2 separate regions of the Mus musculus genome follow, and region 1 is linked to region 2. A link is a contact called in public HiChIP or PLAC-seq data. All regions are on one chromosome and are shown on one strand. The core of a region is the stretch at or near the end of the contact, and the rest is flanking DNA. Distances in the headings are between cores, read along the strand shown.

What was found. HiChIP or PLAC-seq counts read pairs in DNA pulled down with a chosen protein or histone mark.
Region 1: an H3K27ac HiChIP or PLAC-seq map of VIP interneurons shows a contact between it and region 2, with 2.3 times the contacts expected there. The contact joins two enhancer-like sites. A contact is called at or near these places in 7 of 39 promoter capture datasets (3T3-L1-derived adipocytes, HPC-7-derived erythroid cells, embryonic stem cells and 3 more), 9 of 15 datasets of contacts at CTCF or cohesin (CD8 T cells, the NIH/3T3 cell line, embryonic stem cells and 4 more), 62 of 484 Hi-C or Micro-C datasets (8-cell embryo, the AML12 cell line, B cells and 26 more), 7 of 115 datasets of contacts at active chromatin or transcription factors (VIP interneurons, embryonic stem cells, intestinal crypt epithelium and 1 more) and 4 of 9 other capture datasets (adipose tissue, embryonic stem cells, liver and 1 more).

The regions. Positions count from the first base shown.
Region 1 is chr5:143,987,665-143,991,590 of GRCm38.p6, reverse strand. Ccz1 (CCZ1 vacuolar protein trafficking and biogenesis associated) reads left to right here. Exons shown (of 15, transcript NM_177682.3): 13 at 1-119; 14 at 826-953; 15 at 3,342-3,682. The coding sequence ends at 3,397. Among named protein-coding and RNA genes, the nearest start is that of Gm17135, 8.7 kb to the right of the region's middle. Within about 2 kb of position 2,345, at least 54 of the 459 cell types and tissues checked have an H3K27ac peak or open chromatin away from gene starts, as enhancers often do. A contact at or near this core is called in VIP interneurons, where this site is marked.
Region 2 is chr5:143,941,746-143,945,595 of GRCm38.p6, reverse strand. It overlaps a transcript of Pms2 not described here. Among named protein-coding and RNA genes, the nearest start is that of Pms2, 34 kb to the right of the region's middle. Within about 2 kb of position 2,230, at least 24 of the 459 cell types and tissues checked have an H3K27ac peak or open chromatin away from gene starts, as enhancers often do. A contact at or near this core is called in VIP interneurons, where this site is marked.

The DNA.
Region 1 (3,926 bases), core at 1,096-3,595, 46 kb before region 2:
CACATGAATTTAGCAGAGAAAAGTACAATTCACATGAGGAAAACGCCCAGTGTGTCACTCACATCCGTCCACCCAGATCTAATGAAGATATTAGGGGACATCAACAGTGACTTTACCAGGTAATCCCAGCGACTTCTCAAAGCGGATGTTGCCTTTCTGAGAATAGATTTAAAGGAGTTATACGTATGTATATTTATATTTATCTTATTTGTTTGTTTACATGGGATTCACTGTATAACCTAGTAGTACTTAAACTCAAGATCTCTCTGCCTCAGCCTTCTCAGGGCTGGGATTATAGACATATGCCTGCATGCCTAGCTAAATAATTACCTTTAAACCAAGTGACCCAGAGCCCTTGAGAAGAGACTGCTTCCACATCACACAAGGTTGCCTTTCATACGTGACTACTTAACTATTTATAACTACAACTTAGTGTCGTTTCTTTCTTTCTTTTTAAGATTTATTTACTTTATGTATATGAGTACACAGTAGCTGTACAGATGGTTGTGAGCCACCATGTGGTTGCTGGGAATTAAACTTGGCTTCTGCTTGCTCCAGCCCTAAGATTTATTTATTGTTATATGTAAGTACACTGTAGCTGTCTTCAGACACTCCAGAAGAGGGCGTCAGATCTCATTACAGATGGTTGTGAGCCACCATGTGGTTGCTGAGAATTGAACTCAGTACCTTCGGAAGAGCAGTCAGTGCTCTTAACCACTGAGCCATCTCTCCAGCCCCTTAGTACCATTTCTTGTTTTGAATTCTTTTTCTCTTCCCAGTCTAGCTGTGTACATAAAAGCATCCCACTCTGAAACTTTGTTACAGAGCAGATGAAGATGAAGAAATCATTGTGAAGGCCATGAGCGACTACTGGGTTGTTGGGAAGAAGTCTGACCAGCGGGAGCTGTACGTGATTCTCAGTCAGAAGAATGCGAACCTGATCGAGGTCAATGGTAAGGGGGCCTGGGACCTCAGGAGAACTTTAACCACGGATACTTCAAATAATCTTTCCCTGGGTTAAGAAACTATAGAAGCTGCACATTGTGGTCATACCTATAATTCCAGCTGAGGCAGGAGGATCAGGAGTTTACGTCCATCCTCAGCTACAGAGTGAGTTTGAACTCAGCCTGGACTACAGGAGACCCTATCTCAAAAAAAAGTAAATATGGCCTGAGAAGTGGCCTAGTGGGTACAGGAGCGTGCTGCCAAGCTTGGTGACACACAGAATGTCCTCAGACCTCATGCATGCATACTGTATCCCTCCATACACACACGTGCACACACAAGGAAATAGGAAGTTCTTTAAAAGGGAAGTAACTTGGTGAGCTGCAGCAGTGGCTCCGGGTTAAGACGTTGGCTTAGTTCCAGCTCCCACACAGTGGCCCGCAGGCAGCCGTAGCCCCGTTCTCACGGATCCAATACCTCGTCTGTCCTCTGACAGCATCGGGCACACGTGGTGATAGACATACATGCTGACAAAAGATAGTCACATAAAATAAACATTAGAAAGCAAAAAAACAGGGACTGCAGAGACAGCTCCAGAGGCTCAGGGTCTCTGCTGCTCTTACAGGGACTCAAGTTTGGTCTACACATGGGGCAGCTCATAACTGCCCCAGAAATCAAACAAACAGAAGCTCCTGGCCTTGGATCCCAGCTTTTCAAGAGGCAAGAGGATGAGAACTTCAAAGTCTGCCTGGGCTATTAATGGAGTCTCTACCTTGAATAAATGGTGGGGGGGAAATGAGATGGGTGTCAGGGGTCTGTGAGGGATGTAGCCCACTGCTACACCCGCCGAGCATGAGTGAGGGCCTAACTCAGCCTCCAGTGCAAACAGAAACCAGAACACAACTCCTAAGATCCAAGCAGATGCTTCTATTCTGTGTATTTCGGGTTTAAAGAAAACTTTATTTCATGCATATGGGTATTTTACCAGCATTTATGTCTGTGTCCCACCCACTTGTGCCTGGTCCCTGAGGAAGCCAGAAGGAGCTGCAGTTACTGACAGTTGTAGGCTGTCCTGTGGGTGCCGAGAACCAAATGGGGTCTTCTGTAAGAATAGCAGGTGCTCCTAGCCACTGAGCTGTGTCTCCAGTCCCCCATTAAATGCTTTTATTTCTCCTGTGGGGTGGGAAACTTAACAGTGCCTAAAAGAAAAGTGTTTTCTAAAGTGCTACAAAAAGAAAAATCAGCAAACAAGGCATGGCTGCCCACTGTACAAATGTCCTTTTATAGCTGCCCACTGTACAAATGTCCTTTTATAGCTGCCCACTGTACAAATGTCCTTTTATAGATCCTGTGATGAGAACCCTCCAGGCTGCCAGGTTCACAGGGCACTTCCAGCTGTCACCATCTGCACATGGGCAGAAGAATGCAGTTTTTTTCTGCCTTCCCATCAGGGCGGGGTTGGTCTCCTTTCTGGACAGTGTGATCTAGCAGCTGCTTTATGGGTCTTAATGAATGTTGTCCTGGAGAAAAGATCGCATTGTCCTCATGGGATTGGGCTTCGCCACTGCTCTCTGTGGCATGACACTAACGGCAGGCAGGGGACAAATCCTACCAAGCTCATCATAAGTGACATAGAGGATCTTAACATCTGTTCTTTTGTTGGTTTGTTTTGGGCTTTTGTTTTGTGTTTTTGAGACAAGAGCTTCCATCTGGCTGGCCTGAAAGTTGCTATGTAGGCCAGTCCAACCTTGAACTTACAGCCATTGTCCCACGGTTTCCTAACGTTGTGATTACAGGCAGCCTCACTGTGCCCAGCATTAGGACATTTCAGGTCTTCATTTGCATTAGTATTTGGGTGCATGCAGAGATAAAATGGGAGTTTAAAGGGGTGGGCATGGAGCTCAGTGGTATAGCATTTGCCTGGCATACTCAAGGCCCTGGGCTCTCTACTTAGCACCACAGAAATTAAAATAGGTGGATTTGATGGATCAACTAATCCAAGGTGATTATCTCTGGAAAACCCTTGATCGACATCTCAAGACTGTGGCCAGGGTTTTTGTACATCCATCCCGTCAGCTTCTCAGGAGCATTGCACTTCTAGTGCTGACCCACGAGGATCTCAGGCTCTCCGCAAACCAGTTCTTTTAGAACCAAAACAGTGGTACCCTAGTGTGTTGGGAAACATGGAGGTCTCAGGAGTTTGTGAGCTGTTTCTCTGACTGCCTTCTCTGTTGGTTATTACTGCGTCCTCTTCTTAAGAGAAAGTCAAAATTAATGCAGACATTTACTTATTTCCTACCTTTATCCCCATAGAACTGAAGGCACTGATCATAGCATGCAGCCCTCAAGGGCAGAAGCTATGCTCCTTGACACACTGTTTTCTGTTCTTTCTGCAGAAGAGGTGAAGAAACTGTGTGCCACGCAGTTCAACAACATCTTCTTCTTGGATTGACTCCACTGGCTCAGCAGAACATCTTTAAAAACCTCAACAACCTTTGTGTTTACCATTACAACTTACTGGTCATGCTAGTGACTGGGTTAGGGACACAGTAAAGCAATACCTGCTTGGAAAACCACATTTCTACTTGGTCTGATGATTCCCTGAGGTTTCTAGATGTTAAATATTTATGTGAAATTAATTAAATGTAGTCAGCTGAATACCATTCCATTCTGCTGACATTGTATGGGTATTTTACTGGGAAATAAGACTAATAAATTGTTAAAGTTTTTAAAAATACTGGTTTCCTGTTGAGTCCTGTGTTGCTGGCTGTTTTGACTGCACTGGCCAGTAGGGCTCATAACTCCAGGTCAGGGGCCAGGCCAGGCCAGGCTCAGAGGACTTGGATCCAGTTCTCACCGCCTTCGTCAGGCTACTCACAGTCTCCTGTAGCCCAGGCCAGGTTCTAAGGCAGTGGTTCTCCAGCTGCCTAATGCCGGGATACTGTGCTCACCCCCAGCCAGAGCAGGATTTTATTGCTACT
Region 2 (3,850 bases), core at 981-3,480:
CTTAGATGAACCTCAAAAATATTATGCTTAGTAAAATGGCTAGGCTTAGTAAAACAAAAGTTCATCTATTAAATGATTCCATTTATAAAGAAGTGTCTGTTAGAGTTTGGATATGAAGTGTTCCTGACAAGTCCATGCACTGACCACTTAGTTTCCAGTGTTGTGTTGTGTTGTGCTTGTGTTGTGCTTGTGTTGTGTTGTGCTTGTGTTGCGTTGTGCTTGTGTTGTGTTGTGTTGTGCTTGTGTTGTGTTGTGCTTGTGTTGTTTCAGAAGGTTCAAGAAACTTTAGAAGGTTGGGACCTAGCAGAAAGTCACTGAGGGATACATTCTAGAGAGCTGCGTCTTGTCCCGGCCCCACTATCTTCTTCCTGTTTACCATAAGGTAGCAGCCTCTCACTTTCTCACCCCCATCCTATTCTGCCCCACGGGAGACCCAGAAATAGCACCAATGACCATGGGCTGAGCCCTCTGAAACTGTGAGCCCAAATCAATCTTTTCTCTACTAAGTTGTTCCTAGCAAGAAGTTGCTGTTGTTGGTAGTAATGGTGAGTTTGTTTTGTTTTGAAACAGGGTGCTGTTATGTCCCTTGGCTGGCCTAGAACTCTCTGTATAGACCAGGCTGGCCTTGAACTCATAGAGATCCACTTGCCTCTGTTTCACAAATGCTGGGATTAAAGGTGTTTGCCACCATGCCAGGCAAGCGGTTTTTGTCACAGTGACAAAATATCGGACTGACACAACATCTAGGATGTAAATCCACATACACAGTGGGCAGCCTGATCATTGCTAGGGATATGGAGTATCTTCCTAATGCATATTTGTTTTATTTTGTGTGCTAAAAATATTTTAGAGGTTGGATAATGATGATGGTTGTATAGTGTTGTAAATGGTTAATTTTATATCATAAATACATTCACACAGATGGGACTGTTCATGGGTATAATCTTCACCTACCTTCCCATGTCTCTTGCCATGACACCAGTGGCCGATGTAGGACACAGGCTGTGTGCCACACTTGAACATACCAAATCCATTCCTCATGCCATTGGTCACCTCTCCTTCATAAGTGCTGCCGTCCGGCCATGTGTACACCCCGTGGTTCATGGGGATATTCTTCACAAAGTCCCCCTAGGGCAAAATGACCAGGAGGACGATAGGGGGTGGCAATGAAGGAACTTTGACCACTCTGACACTGACCTGGCTTTTCTGTGGGTGTGGGGGATCGGCACGTCATGTCCTCGTCCCTGTGTTTCCTATCCCCTCACCTCGTTCTTCCACAGCACGGAAGTCCACGCAGAATAAAACACTGGGAAGGTTTCATTTACACCATGCTCCAAGAAGCAAGCAGGTGACCCGGCAATGTGGTGGCTGCCAATCCTGACCTTAACTTTAGCCTCTCAGGGTCCACCGTGGAGAGGTCTGAATGATCAGCCAGGTACTGATCACTCACAGAAAGCCTTCTGTCTCCCCATGGTCCATCAAAATACTCTGCAGTCAATGGCCTACCTCATTGGCAACTTCTAAAGAACTCACTGTGTTGGCTGAGGCCGCTTTCATTGTGAGCAGCTCATGGTGACATGGCCCAAAGATGGTAGAGTGGTCCCGTTGGCAATGGTGGTAGTGGCACTGGGTAATGAACCAGGGTTCCCCCACATGCTAAGCTGGTGCTCTGCCTCAGTCCCAAGCCTCCAAACACACAGGATGATCACCAGTTCAGCAGAGCATATTGGTGCTACTTGGCTCAACGTGCCTGAGGATGCTTCGAGAGCCAAGATCCCACCCGTGAACTCTCTAAGATGGGTTGATTGTGGAGGGCTCTGTGCTTGCCAAGAAGGATCCTCCCGCAGCCCCCATACGCCAGAGGATTTCCAGAGACAGTGACACAGAAGGACCTGCCTGGCAAAACCACCACTCAGGGATCAGAAACCTTCCATGTTGGCAGCAGGCTGGAAGGTGGGGGTTGCACGGAAAGGGAGTTCTCTCAGAAAACTGGGCCCTAACACACTGTTGAGGGTGGATCCCCAGGCCCCCTCAGTGGAGGATCAACCCTCTCTCGCCATCCCTGTACCTCTGCAGCTCGTGCCCGCTGCCCAGCTGCCCTCTGAATCCACGTGCTCCGTGTATTTGCCTTAAATGTCTCTTACCATTTATGGACACCATGGCATTAGTAACTCTGCAGCGGAGATTTCTAGAACAGCACTTCAGACTTCACAGGCTTTGAGAGTGGGAGCTGAAACTGGCACAGTCTCAGAGGACAAATCTGTTCTCACAATCAGTTTAAAAATACTCACTTCCCCTCAGCCCAGCAACCCAGATGGTTTTTGTGAAACCCCCATAATGGGATGCATGCAGCCAGGAAAAAGAGAGGCTCTGCGGGGATGGGGATGGCTTAGTTAGTAAAAAAAATAAAGGAATAAAAGAGATAGAGAAACTGTGTTCAGATAAAGCATGAGGGATTTAACATACATCTATCTGTGTGCAATGCACGCAGAGAATACACAGATCACCACTGAACGCCACCCGTGTGATGTGTAAACACAGGACACCTCCGGGGCTACACATAAAGCCAGCTCCAGGGATTCGCAGGCACCTGATGCAGTCACCGCGTTACTACATGGAGTGACAAGTTGGCCTCTGCATCGTCCTGTTCTCTCCAGGTTTGGTCCTGTGCTAACACTGCCCTTTGCATTGAGTTTTTTTCTTTTTCAGAAGTAGCATCTTATTATGTAGACTCAGGGTGTCCTCCTGCCTCAGCTTCCCAAGTACTGGGATTCCATGATATCATCCTAACTATGCTAACTTTCTTTCTTTCTTTTTAAATTGTTTTTTTGAGACAGTGTCTCAGTATGTAGCCTGGCTGTCCTAAAACTGGTTCTGTAGATCAGGCTGGCTTTAAACTCACAGAGACCTCCTGGCCTCTGCCTCCCAAGTACTGGGATTAAAGGCGTGTGCTACCACACCTAACTTGACTTACTTTTATAAGAATTGTCTATCTAGAGGGCTAGAAAGATGGTTCAACAGTTAGAGCATGAGTGCCGTTTCCAGCATCCATACCAGCAGCTCCCAATTGTATGTGACTGCAGCTCTAGAGTATCCGTTATCTTCCTGTAGCCTCTGAGACCGCCTCAAGTCAACAGCCATAACAACACACAGACACGAGACACACACACACACACACACACACACACACACACACACACATACTTTAAAAAATAAAAATGAATTCTTTAAAAATAGTGCAGGGAGCGGGGCTGGAGAGATGGTTCAGTGGTTAGGAGCACTAACTGAGTTCAAAGCCCAGCAACCACATGGGTGGCTCACACCATCTGCAATGTGATCTGACGCACACTTTTGGTGTGTCTGAAGACAGCTACAGTGCACTTATATACAATAAATAAATAAATCTTTTTAAAAAATGTTTATTTTATTTAATTTTATTTATATGAGTACATTGTACATCTCTCCAGCCCCATAAATAAATCTTTAAAAAAAAAAAGTGCAGAGCGCCGACCTGTGATTAATTCTACAATTAATCCCTGACAGCTCTTACACACGACAATACTTTACCTCGTACTTCAATCCGTCAGCCCAAATGTAAGTGCCTTGTCCATGCATCAGTCCTTCTGAAAACATACCCTAGGAGAGAAATAATCGTGACCTCTCAGATGGGAGCCGTGGACAGTGGGGATCTAGACAGTGGCTCCCCTCCTAGACTGGAACCCCGCCCACCCGCCCGCCCCGCCCCTTTACCTGCAGGAATGTGCTGGCTGGCTGGCGGCAGCTGCCGCAGTGTGGTGCCCACTCTGAGCCTGCACCACACACACACACACAGTGAGCCATTCTGAGCCAA